Regions from separate parts of the Sus scrofa genome. Here region 2 is linked to region 1. A link is a contact called in public Hi-C data. All regions are on one chromosome and are shown on one strand. The core of a region is the stretch at or near the end of the contact, and the rest is flanking DNA. Distances in the headings are between cores, read along the strand shown. Region 1 overlaps LOC110262151 (a long non-coding RNA gene). Region 2 overlaps MAML3 (mastermind-like protein 3).

Region 1 (6,621 bases), core at 4,052-6,551:
GAACGTGTCCTAACCTAACCCTCAGTCAAAAACGAGATGTTTGATGAAGATGGCGAGGGAGGAGTCTCTTAGACATTTGGAAACAGAAGGTGGCCTTAGGGAGGGCACAGAACCCTGCAGAACATGGTCGATGAGTGTACTCCCGGAAACAGGGACAAGATGAAAGCTCAGTTCAGATGTGAGTAAGGGCTGGGGAGAACTTGCTCATAAACACTGCAGCCAGAAAATGGGGGTGATTTCCATAGCTGGGCCTTCCAGAGCCGTGTGGGCAGACGGAAGAGTCTATGGAGCTGGCAGAGTGCTTGGCAGAGGGTTAGCAAAGCAGCATCTCTGGCAGACTGCCAGGGGCGGGGGGACGTGGCTCGAGCAGGAGGAGCACCAGCTGACCACCTGCGTGAGGAGCAGCAGCAGCCAGCAGTGGGAGGGAGAGGCAGTGCTGTCCCAAGACCCTGTTCCCGCCTGGGATGAGAGTTTTCACCAGCTTGTCACCACTTGGGCCTGGGAAAGTTCCCTGCCCCAGGAGCAGAGGCTGCTCTGTGGAGTTACAGCACCATAGCCAAAGGTACATGGATCCTTCTGGCAACTCTAGGGACCTGCTAAGGCAGAAGGCTCTCATGTGGAAATAGGAGGAAACAGGAGGATGGCAACAGTAAGGATGGCGATGCTGGCAGTCACTGAGTGCTTATGATGTGCCAGGCACTGTGCTAGGCTCTTTACACTTTCTCTTGCTTTAAACCTTCACAACAAGCTAATGAAGCGCTATTATGATCTCCAGATGAGGAGACTGAGGCACAGAGAGGTTTAGTTACTTGTCTCTGTTTACACAGCCCAGCTTCCTCCACACTGCAACGTACCTCAGACAGCGCTCCCTTTATTTGCCTGCAAAGTAAATTCAGAGGAAAAGCAGAGGCACAGATTAAGTGACTATCGCCTAGGCCATAGACCTCTCCCATAAATGTTTACACACACACAGAGGCCTTGAACAATGCTTGCGTGCAGCTAAGTGAAAATCTTTGCTTATCTTCCAGATGACATCCCGATGCAGGCAGAGGGAAAAAATAAATTTGCTGAGCTTCTGATGCAGCCATCGTCCCTGTGCTAGGCAGGAGCATCTCTGTAATGATGAAAAGCACTATAATTTTAACGTTGTTACTGGACTAAGCACAATTTACGCTAGTGATGAAAAAAAAAAGGAAAAGATTTATGAGATGGAAGATAGAAAGATAAACTCCTGTCCCTTAGTGGCTATTAGAAACATTGCCAAAATACCATAAATGTGTGAAGGATGACATGATTATTTTTGCATTTCTGCTGGGCATACACTGCAAGAATTTATAGGGGCAAGAGTCCGAAGTACAGATGGCAGAGCTGGAGGGGAGGGAGAAATCTGGCAGGCCCTTCTGAGGAGGAGGCCACCCTGACCATGCCATGGTCTGAGGAGGATGTAGGACAGGTGGCTTTAGGTGTCGCCTAAGGTGCCACACCTGCCAGCATCCTCTGCATCCCCTGGTCCAGCCACCTGTTCTTAGGGCAGCTTCTGTGGCAATACCCTGTCCCATGTTTCATCAGGATTTGGTGTCAGGTTTGGATCCACCATCAAATGTGGGAGGTGAGAGGGTGGGACCGTCAAGGAGGCACCAAGAAAACCAGCTGGCATTCATCTACCTACCGCATAAACACAAAAGCCCCATGGACAGAAGCTTCCGAAAAGTTAGAGCCACCAACTCGGCCCCAAAGAACCATAGGATGTTTTATAAAAGAGAAGGGGAATGGACCCCAGAATGTGGTTTCACTGAAACCACTTTGAAAGCGTTTCTGCAGCCAGCCAGTCTGGAACAGGTATCCTGAAAGAGACCTCATCAGCAGTCACATCTGAAGGTCCAGCCACAGGAAGTCAGTCTGACAGTCTGCTGAGTCAGGTCTGGAATGCAGGTTATGTAAAGGCCCGGGGTTACATCAGCCAATGGATCCAAAACTCCCCTGACCCAGCAGCTTAACGTCATGGGCAAGGGGTGCCTTTGAGCATTGACCTCTGGAGAAATTTGATAAGCAGGCTTGGCTTTAGTCAGATAGGACAGCAACTACTGGGAAACTAGGGTTCCCAGATTTGTTCATCCTTTGATAACATCGGTCATTTCTTCTTGAGGAGTCAGTCCAGGGCTCGCCACCTGGTGGGCCTCTCAGCAGACTGGGTTAGGTTTCACTCTCCACAAATGGCATATCATCTCAATGGATCCGTATCGGAGCTGCCTTCGTGGCTCAGCAGTTAACAAACCCGACTAGGATCAATGAGGATGCAGGTTCAATACCTGGCATCACTCAGTGGGTTAAGGATCCGGCGTTGCCCTGAGCTGTGGTGTAGGTCGCAGACGCTGGTGTTGCTGTGACTGTGGTATAGGCCAGCAGCTCTAGCTCTGATTCGACCCCTAGCCTGGGAACTTCCATATGCGGTGGATGCAACCCTAAAGAGAAAAAAGAAAAAAAAAAGATTCTTATCTCCCCAGTACAGTCTGCATACCGCTTGAGGTGCCTTAAATAGAGATGCCATGAGAATAGGTGCTGTGTAAATAGTCCTGTGACGTAGGTACTTGTGCAGTTAGCGATGTGGCATCCTTGTGCGTGGAGAAATGAGGGCCATGTGCCAGAGGTACCAGATTGAATTATGGCGACTCCTACATCTGACCAAGAGCCTACTTTAGTTGCTGTATTCCATATTTAAATTTAAGCTGCAAATGAAGAAACAGTTTTTACAACTCTAAATACACTTTCTAGTACAGAGAATGGTGACTAAAGCAAAAGCAAGAATAGCTGCTTGCACCACGATTTGAGAAAACCGACATCCAAAAATTATCGTTTGTATGTGCAAACAACCACATGAGGACAATGGAGAAGCAGTGAGTCACCAGTATTCTAGCATTTACCAGATTCCAACACAATCTGAGGGTTTTTCCAAAGACGAGATCAGATATTCTAAAATTTACAGTAAACATTACCTTTGACGTGTAACCTTCAGTTCCTATCTGAAAAATGGGCTGAATCAAAACTTTACCAAAGAGTTATAGCCCAGCTCCAATGAATGATTTCAGTACTTTCCAAAGTATTGAAATACATGGGAATAATTCTTCACGTCGGAAGAGTACTTGAGGCTTTCAAAGCACTTTCACCTACATCCTCTTATTTGATCACATTTGATTCTTACAGAATCCTTGAGGCTTGGTGTTTATAGGTGTGTGGTGGTCATATTAAAGTATCACTGAACTGGGGGTCTTTTTGGAGAGACAGGATGAATCCCTACCTGGTTGGGGAAAAAAAAAAAAAAAAAACAGATGAAAACCAGGAGATTTTGAGATCCAGACTCCCTGTTAACATGTCACATGGCTGCTGTACAAACCAAAGCTCTTAAAGTACCAAAACTCAGCAGAAAGGTTTAAGAATTGCTTACAATCCAAGTGTGTTTTCTCCTTCTCTCTGCTTTTTAGAAGACAGTTTAAAGAGAGTTAGGGAATGTTCTGGCCTTTTGTTTTGAAACCTCCTAGGCTTGTTGTCTCTTTGTCTGCAGATTGTGAGATTAGTCTCTTTGCTTTAAACAGACCGAGCAACCTTTAAGATAAGCAGGCTTCCATGATGGGTTGACTTATTTTGGATGTGCAAAGGTGTTTACTGAGCTTCTCATGTACGACTTGAAAACTCTGCTGTCTCAGTGTGACACAGCTAAGAGTTGAAAGGGAAGCGCTGTCTGCTGTAGCGTGTTTTGGAAGGCGGCAGAAGAAAAATGTCTGTTCTAGAGCATGATCAGCTAGCGGCATCTCCCCAAGGACTGTTCATGAACCTAAGAGGAAGTCTTATTCAAGTGCCCAAGGGCAAACCACCTTGTCAAGGGACCACTGAGAACAGGTTCCATATAAGATAAGAGCCAGGTTGGCACTGGGGGTGGGCATGGGTGCTCAAGCTCTGTATCCCAGGAAAAGCATTTTCAGCAAAGTTGTGGATAATTGCATAGGTTTTACATATTAACCTATCACAGCAAAATAGCAAAAATCAATGGATTAAAATGACGTTCACTTGCCCCACCCCCCAACCCCCTGCTTCTCTGTACCCTGTACAGAGGGCAGTGGGTAAAAAGGGAATAAAAAGGCTGCCACCATCAAGGAAGCTTCTGCCCACCCCACCCCCATCCTGAGTTATCACCCATTTTGTGCACACAGCTCTCTGTGTGAGGGTTTCTCCAGCCAGAACGGAGGCCACCACGAGGGCAAGCCAGTCAAGACATCAAACAGCAGGTCATAATAGAAACCAGGGCTCCGGATGCCAGGGTCCTGGCTCCATCTCTAATAATTTGTGTGCCTTTGGACAAGGCATTCTTCCTCTTTCATGTGTAAAACAAGGGGGCTGGACTAAGAGTTCTCCAAGGCTCCTAAACAGTTCCTGAAAATTAAGATCCTTTTCGTAAGGAATGTGTAGGGAGGTTGTGAAAGGAAGCATAATTATCTCTGTTAGCTGTAAAAGAACACAGTTTGGAGGTGGTGTGAAAATAATCCACAAGGAATCCTTACGATGGGATGGGAAACTACACAGAAACGTAGAATTGTGTGTGCATAACGTGAGCAGAGGTATATGAGGCAATATAAAACCGGGCTCATGTAAGAAAGACCACAGCTTAAAGCAGAAAAAGTCAGGCTTTTGAACCGAAGCTGCGCCCTATCCTTTTTACAATCTCTCCCCATGATAATGTAGCACCTTGTGCACGCAATTAAATGTCAGCCACAGAAAACATTTCCCTTGGCTTTGTTGTTCCAGAACGGGATTCTTTTGTCTTCAATATAATGGATATGCAGAAACAATGATAGAACAGAGATTTTTTTCTAAAGCGATGACAAACACACTGCTGCTTCCTCCCTCCTTTCTCCGTATCCCCACCCCCCAAAATAAATCATTGTTTAAAAAAAATTCCCATTGTCTATTGTCCACGGAGATCAAGATCTGCCTAGGAACAGCGCTGGCGGGCTCGCAGCAGCCGTGAGCAGCCGGTAGGTGGCGCACGAAGGCAGCGCAGGCGGGGGCGCTGCACAGATCCCGGTGGGAGGGGTCTCGCCGCCCCCACGCCCGCCCGCCGCCGTCTTCCACCCGCTCCTAGCGTGCTAATTGCTGGATACTCTACTGGGACTTCGGTTAGGGGAAAAGAAAGCGGGAATGGGAGGCGGGGAATCTGGTTCCGAATACACAAAAGCCTCCAGGTCCCAGGGGCCCAGGAGCAGGGCGCTCCCTCCATCGCCCACCATCCCTCTGCTCTGCTCCGCCAGGGCTGCGGCCAAAGGAGCAGACAGACGCTGGAGGGTGGGGATAGTGATCTCGGTGCAGAGCCCCACTCCCCGGTGCCTGGCGCCTGCCTAAGCCTGGATGTCTTCCTCCTCAGCTCGCTCATCCCAGGCATCAGAGCCCAAGCCTACCCCAAACGCTGTCCAGCCAGGCGTGGGGCTGCGTTCTGACTGAGGTAATGCCAACGCCAGGGACAAGCCCTGGGGCGGGCCAGGTCCCCAAGCAGCAAGATCTGGTGAGCTTCAAAGCAGGAAGATCCCATGTGTCTGCCTGGGCCTGTCTGGTGCCATCAGCAAGCCTCCTTGCAGGAGTCGGGCAGATCCTACCCCTTACGTTCACCGGCTAGCCATGTCAGGTGACAGTGAAAGGGCCACGCGGTCCTCCGACCCCCAACCTCTGTCCAGTAGAACGTGGTGTTAAGGTTTTTGATGGCTCTAAAATCAGAAGCCTGGGTTGAAACGTGAGCATTGACACCTGGGGTTTTGTGACCTTGGGGATGTTCCCCAAGCTTCCATCTCCCAGGCTATACAAATCGGCAGTAATACTTTTAGGAATGTAGCGAGGATTTTTTAAAAGTGGTACTTAACTTAGTAGGAGACCAGGCTGGAGTAACTGTTGTTATTAACAACCTGACTCCTTGGAGAGGCAGGGGAAAGGGATGCAGTTTGCTGCCCTTGAGACAGATCTCGCATCACTGTTGCCTAGACTGAGAAGGGGGCCAAGAGGAGAGCCCAGAACATCCTCAGACTGGTCACTCCCAACAGAAGATCCCAGCCATCCTTCTGCAGCCCGCGGCCACCATCCCTCTTCCGGCCCCTGAGGCTGGGCTGGGCTGTGTTAGGCCCTTCTCCTCTCCTTCCTCTCCCTTGCATATACATGTTTTCCCCTCTCCATTGGAAAGTTCTGAGACAGTGTATAAACATGGGCTTTGGAGTCAGACGCGCCCAGGTTGGAATTCTGACTCCCCATGTGCTAGCTGGGAAGTTTGGGGATATGCTATTTCATTTCCCTGGGCTGCAGTTTGCTGCTCTATAAAATGGTGGTCATGAGACCTATCTAAACCTTCCTATAAAGATGAAAGGAGCTAATGTATATAAACAGCCCAGCATGTAATAGCTGTTCAGTAAATTTTTAAGTTTACCATTGGAATTGGGTTAGATTATTTTGCAGAACATAATGAATGATCACTGGAACTTATAGAGATACCCAACAAGTTGAACCCACAAATGACTAATAATTAGCTCTTCTACTCCCTAGTCAGCAAACTTTATTTCCCTCCCAGAAAAGAGCAGAAATCAATCCAGT
Region 2 (6,536 bases), core at 120-2,619, 93 kb after region 1:
ACAGCGACAGCAGGGCCTGGAAACGTGTGCAGAATGTGCAGGGCTGGTTATTTGAAGCACAGAAAGAAGCCAAGGGCAGAGATGTAGGTGATTAGCCTAAACTTTAGAGGTCATTCTCTCCCAAGTGAGTCCAGTAAAGCAGGCGTTCTGCTTCAATTGATGGCCTAGAAACTGATTAGCAGCAGCCATTTTCTGCCATTTAGCTGCACCGCATAGCATCTTAGTGAGAAAAGCTCCTTTGGCCAGCTCAGCTAATGCAGCTGTGTGCTCAGTGCAGCCTTTAGGGGAGGGGACCTCGGTCTAAAGACAGCTAGGTATGTTCTGCTTCAGTAGCTTAAATAGCAAGAGTTGGTTGGGCACATAAAATAAGAACCTTACTTCTAATCTTGAAACTAGGCCAGCCAGGCCGATCGTCGAAGACATCCTTAAAGTTGCTGCGCTGGTCACGCCGTGCAACTTCAATCTGTGACTCTTCCTGCTGACAGCCAAGTTGAAACAGTGAAGTTTCGTTTTTGCCAGTCTACTGTCCCTCTGAGCAGTGTCATCTGACTTTTTTTGCGTTTGCTTCGGATTTTTCCTGGATCTGTTTCTTTTATCTTCTAGCCCTGGAATGTTCATTGAAGGGCGACTTTCACGTATTTACAAGGTGGACGACTGCCTAGCATTTAGCATCAAGTATAACATGTACCTTTGCATTGACTGTGGACAGATAAATGATTCTCGGTTTTTAATATTCGTTATTTCATAGCTCCTGATTATAGTTATTAGATTAAAACTGTTTTCCAAAGGCTGGTGAGATTGCAGCTAGGCTGCAGTAAACTTCTAGTTCTAATTCCTTTTGGAAAGCATTTTCCATTTCTTTTTTGAAAGAGTCCCGACATGATTTGTTCCAGGGAATACATGATGAGAATCAAGTCTTAACTTATTATGGAGTTTTTAAAAAAACACGTGTTACAAAAAGTGAGGGTTTCAGACTCATTCTTTTTGAAGAGAGTTTAATAACCTCGGAGATAAATTCATACCAAGGCGATTCTGAGGTTGATGTTAACATTTATGCAAAGAAATCGGACCTCTGTCAGAGCCGACAAAATTTCCTGGAGACTAAAGAAATACAACTGTTTTAATTGTTCATCCCTGAGTTTTGGCTTCGGAGTGGCTGAGTGCTCACAATACCGGAGTGCCCTGCGGGTAGAACATACCTCCCCCGTGCCTGCTCCTATCTTCTATTCTGTGCTCCTTTTGTCCCCAGTTCTAATCCACTGTGGCATTTTGGTCCCTCCTTCCTCCCTGCCTCCGGGAGCAGAGATGTAGCTGTAGCAGGGGACGCCTTTGCAGCGCGTGCAGGTGGTGTTATCTTTAATCACTTCAGGTATTTCCTCACAGTGGTGTGTGCAGATCAGCGCCTCCCGGGTGTAACATTCTCTTCACATCCTGCAGTAGCCCCTTCCCCAGGAGACGCTCTGATGTTGGGTAAACAGGGTGGTTTCTCTAAAGGAGTAACTTTCTCAGTTTAGAAAGTTGTTACGGCTAAATGGTTGAGAACGTACTTTGCAGTTTAACTGGGAATTCCTAAAGGGTTTGCAGCTGCTATTGGATTTTTAAAAACACGTTCGTTTTCTTCAATGAAGCATGGAAACAATGACATCAGATTTGGATTTCATGCTGCTTCCTTCTCAGAACCTATGGAAGGGATAGTTGAAAAAAACTGTCACAACAAGGACTAACCATATTGGAAAAAAAAAACTCTTTGGCAGATGGTATGTGTTAGAGTGGAGTTAGTCTGGAGCCTGTGATGAACTTGGACCTTGTCATGGTGGTAACCTGGAGGGTGGCAAAGTTGGGTGAACCTCCAGAAGCTGGGATATTTGGCACCCTGGCTATTGAAATTCAAATGGACCCCCCCCCACATTTGATCCTGTTTTTAGAGTGAAAGGACTGATATAAATCATTCAGGGGCCTTTTTTTACCTTGACGTTTGTGGTCTGGGTCTGAGATTGAAGTTGGAACACTGGGAAATATGTAACAATAGTTTCAAGGAAAGGAGCCTAATGATAGTGTGTGCCCGGGAGAATCGTGGCTTTGTTCCCTCTGCCGAGGTGCCAGTTGTCTGTGTTACCGGTTTGGTAGGCTCTGTGTTTATCTGCGGCCTGGAATGTCAAAGGATTGCCAAGCTAAGAATTTTGCTTCCCTCGCTACCCTGAAGTGATGGTGTAGGAGTTTCTGGTATTGGCTGGTGGGGGTGAGGACAACCATATATGGAAGGGGGAGGGGACTGGCTGGCTTTGGTATCCCGTCCCTTCTTCCTAATGCCATTTTCATGCCTCTATTAACCGAGAGTGGATACTCTGAATAATTATTTATGTCTGTCTTTTCCTTCACAGTGTAACGCACACGTCACTGTTTTCTTCAACTTTTTGTAATATATGTGTTGATGATGCACTGAAGAGCAATACATTTGAGAAGAGAGATAATTAGCTTTGACAGACTTACAGAAATGAGACTGTACAAGGAGGAAGCAAGAGGGTTGCTTAAGCAAGGGAGTCTAATACAAGGTTTGAGGGGAATTGTCCGGGTAAATTCTTCAATGTTAAAATTCACAACCATCTTGGTGGCCCAGGTTAGAGGAAGAAGTGCATTACTGTGTGATTTTGAAGAACTTAAATATATCTGTCATAGTTTAAAAAAAAATCTTTTTTTTTTTTTTTTTTTACTGGCCGCATTCACAGCACATGGAGGTTCCCAGGCTACGGGTCTAATTGGAGCTGTAGCTGCCGGCCTACACCACAGCCACAGCAACTCAGGATCCGAGCCACGTCTGCAACCTACACCACGGCTCACGGATCCTCAACCCACTGAGCGAGGCCAGGGATCGAACCACAACCTCATGGTTCCTAGTTGGATTTATTAACCATTGAGCCATGATGGGAACTCCTCAACACAGAATTTTTTAACCGCTTTTAAAATTGAAGAATAGCTAATTTGCATCATTGTGTTAGTTTCTGGGGTATAGCAAAATGATTGTTATATATTTACATACACATGTATAAATATATGCATATATATTCTTTTTCAGGTTCTTTTCCATTTACAGGCTATTACAAGATATTGACTATAGTTCCCTGTGCTATACAGTGGGTAATTGCCTTTTATTTTATATATAGTGGTGTGTATAAAACGTAGAATTTTTTTTCTGTTTTGGCTGCACCTCTGGCATATGGAGGTTCCCAGGCCAGGGATGAAGTCCAAGCTGCAGCTGCGACGGACACCACAGCTGAGGTAATGCCAGATCCTTAACCCACCGGTGCTGGGTGGCAGTGAACCTTTGGGTTTGCAGCGGCCTGAGCCGATGCTGAGACAACTCAGGATCCTTCACCCACTGCCCCACAGGGGAAACGCCAACACAGAATTTTAAATGGAGAAATTAAAGATACTGAGTGATGATATCAGAGGAAGAAATAGCAACTCAGCCACTGGTGTTAAAAATTCCTTATGTTGTTCTCAGCGCCTTTTAATCTCTCTTAGCATGAGCATGTATCGTCTTGGAGGGACCTTTGTTTAATAGCCATCTTACCTTAGAGTTTTCCTTTCGCTTTGGTGCCTTGCGCCCAGAGGGGGAGTTGTCCTTCAAGAAACATGGTTCACTCAGCATTAATTTGGCTTAGTTGTCCTTCTTGCCCCCTCCCAATTTAGGGATTCTTTGCCAAGGGGACAATTAAACTGTCTCAGTGTCTAGAAAGAAGGATATGGACCAGGGGTTGGGTGAGGTTATTCCTCCTGTTGTCTGATTGTATATTTATTTTCTGTTTTCTGGATCGAAAACTTGTGGAACAGAGTGCGAGAGATTGACTATGGCAAGAAGGGAGGGGGAACAGGTAAAAATTAGGTCATCTACGTAAAAGAAAGGAGCAGATAAGGCTCCGGGGTCGCCATGGTTTCTCCGGCTCGTTCTCCCTGGGCCAGTCATGCCCCGTCCACAATGGAGGTCAGGATGATGCCAGGAAAAAAGGGCTCTATCTAGACTGTTCTGCAATATACTGTTTTAACGCTCATGAGACAGAAGAGAGGAGGCTTTGGGGAAAGTTTACTCAGAAAGAAAATGTGTAGACAGCTCACCGTCAGGTCTAGGGGGTGCCTTACGTTTGGTTACCGACAGTCTTGGCAGCAGGATCTCTGGGCACAGACCAGGGTCTGTCTAGCTGGAAAGTGGGCTCCAAGGGACTGGGGAGAGCGGAAGGGTTTGCATTTCCCTGTGCACGGAACCCACCGTCGCTGGGGATCAGAGTGAAGAACGCCTTTAAAACGTCCAGCTTTTCTTCCCTCCACACCCAGGAGCTGCCTCTGCCTCCCCCACCCCCTCCATTCCTCTGTCTTTTGTTCCATGAATAAATATTATGTGGTTTGGTGCTCATTACTCTTTGATATGAAAAAAGGCAATTCATTAGGTTGAAGGAGGAGGGGGAGGGAGACACCATTTTTCACCCGGTGCATCAAGCGCGGTTACACTGATTTGAATTCCCAGAAAAGTAATAAAACAGTGGAAATCATGATAAAACGGCTCCTGGGCTGACAGCTGTGCAGCACGCGGGAACCCGCGCACAGGCCCCTTGCTGCAGCAGGACAATATTGTGGAGCATATGGTGCATTGCAAGCCAGTTGTTGAACTTGGTGGCCGGCTTTTGTTTGGGTGACTCTCCCGGCATCGGGCCTGTGGTGGCTCTTCAGAAACTTGTAGTCTCCTTGGCAGGAGGGCTCTTGGCTCCAGGCCAAGCCGTGCTGTACGGTGGCTGACTCAGGCCACTCGGAAAAGCTCAGGCTTGGGGAGCGTGCACGCCTCCTTATTTTGGACACTAATCAGATCATTTGTTCAGCAAGGAGAAACTGGGATCTTTTTCCCACAGCAGCCCAGGGGCTACATTACCAAAGGGACATTTTCTGCAGGAATGCCGAGGAATTATTACGGATGCATTAATTCATCAGAGCCCAGTCCTTCTTGGGAGAGTGATCATCGTTTGTTTTGTTTTTAGCTCTTTTCAGAAGCACTTTGCAATTCCCTCTTCATTCTTAAGGCTGGACAAGCTAAAACCAGCAAGGAAGTGAGGGCCAGTGTTATTGCTCCAAAGGAGGGCTGCTGCTACCCGTCTATCTAGTTTTTATAAGATGATGCTAAAATAGGCCCTTTGCTTAGCATGGGTTTATTTTTCAAATGTGTGAAGCTGGCATGTGTGTGTGCATAAAAAGACTGATTAACTCCACTTTCCTTAGAAGGGGCTCCTTGGCCGCCCCATGACTCTGCCCCACCTCGGCCGGCGTTGGGCAGTCATCCTGAATCCTTGATGACATCAACCTCTGTGGAGGCAGGGTCACTCATTCTGGTCCCTTTCCTCTTGATCCGAAGTGTAAGGGAAGATGCAGAAGGGCCCCCTGGCCTTGGGAGAGTGGTGCCTGCAAACAGAGCAGAAGGCAAGCCTCCGAGAGAATCACACTCCGTGAGGGAGGGCAGTAGCCCGTGCTATTGTGCTCTGCGTGCGTGAGAATATTTTTATTTCAGGAGCTGAAAGGAGAACATGGGTGGTGCTGGTACTCGATTGGGAGCACCAAATGGCGCCCTATTCTTGATCTCCTTGGGACTTTTTTACCCCCTTTTTTGCAGAACAGCCGTAAAGGCTGTGTTCGGCTGTTGGGATGAGGACATTTCTTTTTCTCATGAACAGATGTCATTCCCAAGGCCGAATCTCCTGGAAAAAGACATACATATGTATGTGTATGTATATTTATTTATTTCTGCAATGTTCTGCTAATGACTAATCAGAGATTATGTTTGAATGCTCTTCTTGGGGAACTGGTGTTTTTTTTCCAAGCCTTCGTTTTACACTGGGATCCCTGGCCTTGAAAAGAAAATTGTTTGAAGTGGAAGAAAATAGATCTGTCACAAATGTGCTGCAAGTGGCCGGGCACTGGCTGTAGCACTCTGGGCGCGAGAGTTGATGCCCGGCTCTGGATGATTCAGAGCATTGGGAGGAACGGGTAGGGTCCCTTTGCTGTTTACTTGCTGGTGGGGTTGTAGAAGCTCCTTGATGGTGTGAACATCCTTTCAATCTTTCTTGATAGTTGTTTTCACCAGTTACTGTCAGGGGAGAGGTATTTGACTTTTACTTTCATGAGTTTCTTGAGTTGGGGGAGCAGTCTTTTTACCTTCTCTCCCTTGATGAGATGGAAGAAAAACACTTGGCTCTTTCTTTTCTGTGCCCTGAACACCAAGGAGCCAACCACAGCCACTCCTAGAGGCTTTGCTACAACTATTCCAGCCTCTCCCATACCCTGAGGGAAAGCTGGTAGAGAAAGTTGGGGGGGAGTGGACAAATAGGGGAACAGCTAGAAAGGAAAGCAGGAGACAGGGGAAGGGGCAAAGTTAAGAAATGATAAGACATTTGGGGTGTTAAGAATAGGTGAACACCTCGGAGCTCCTGTCATGGCGCAGTGGATACGAGTCTGACTAGGAACCATGAGGTTGTGGGTTTGATCCCTGGCCTTGCTCA

Evidence for each region. Hi-C and Micro-C count contacts between places; a contact is called where the count stands out from the background.
Region 2: a contact with region 1 is called in a Hi-C map of omental adipose tissue, with 1.7 times the contacts expected there. The contact joins two enhancer-like sites. A contact is called at or near these places in 8 of 47 Hi-C or Micro-C datasets (alveolar macrophages, heart right ventricle, mesenteric adipose tissue and 4 more) and 1 of 2 datasets of contacts at active chromatin or transcription factors (skeletal muscle).

What each region holds. Positions count from the first base shown.
Region 1 is chr8:86,795,065-86,801,685 of Sscrofa11.1, forward strand. All of the region lies in intron 3 of LOC110262151 (a long non-coding RNA gene), which reads left to right. Among named protein-coding and RNA genes, the nearest start is that of MAML3, 81 kb to the right of the region's middle. Within about 2 kb of position 5,302, at least 34 of the 83 cell types and tissues checked have an H3K27ac peak or open chromatin away from gene starts, as enhancers often do. A contact at or near this core is called in omental adipose tissue, where this site is marked.
Region 2 is chr8:86,891,817-86,898,352 of Sscrofa11.1, forward strand. The region is part of intron 1 of MAML3 (mastermind-like protein 3); the gene reads left to right. Among named protein-coding and RNA genes, the nearest start is that of MAML3, 16 kb to the left of the region's middle. Within about 2 kb of position 1,370, at least 19 of the 83 cell types and tissues checked have an H3K27ac peak or open chromatin away from gene starts, as enhancers often do. A contact at or near this core is called in omental adipose tissue, where this site is marked.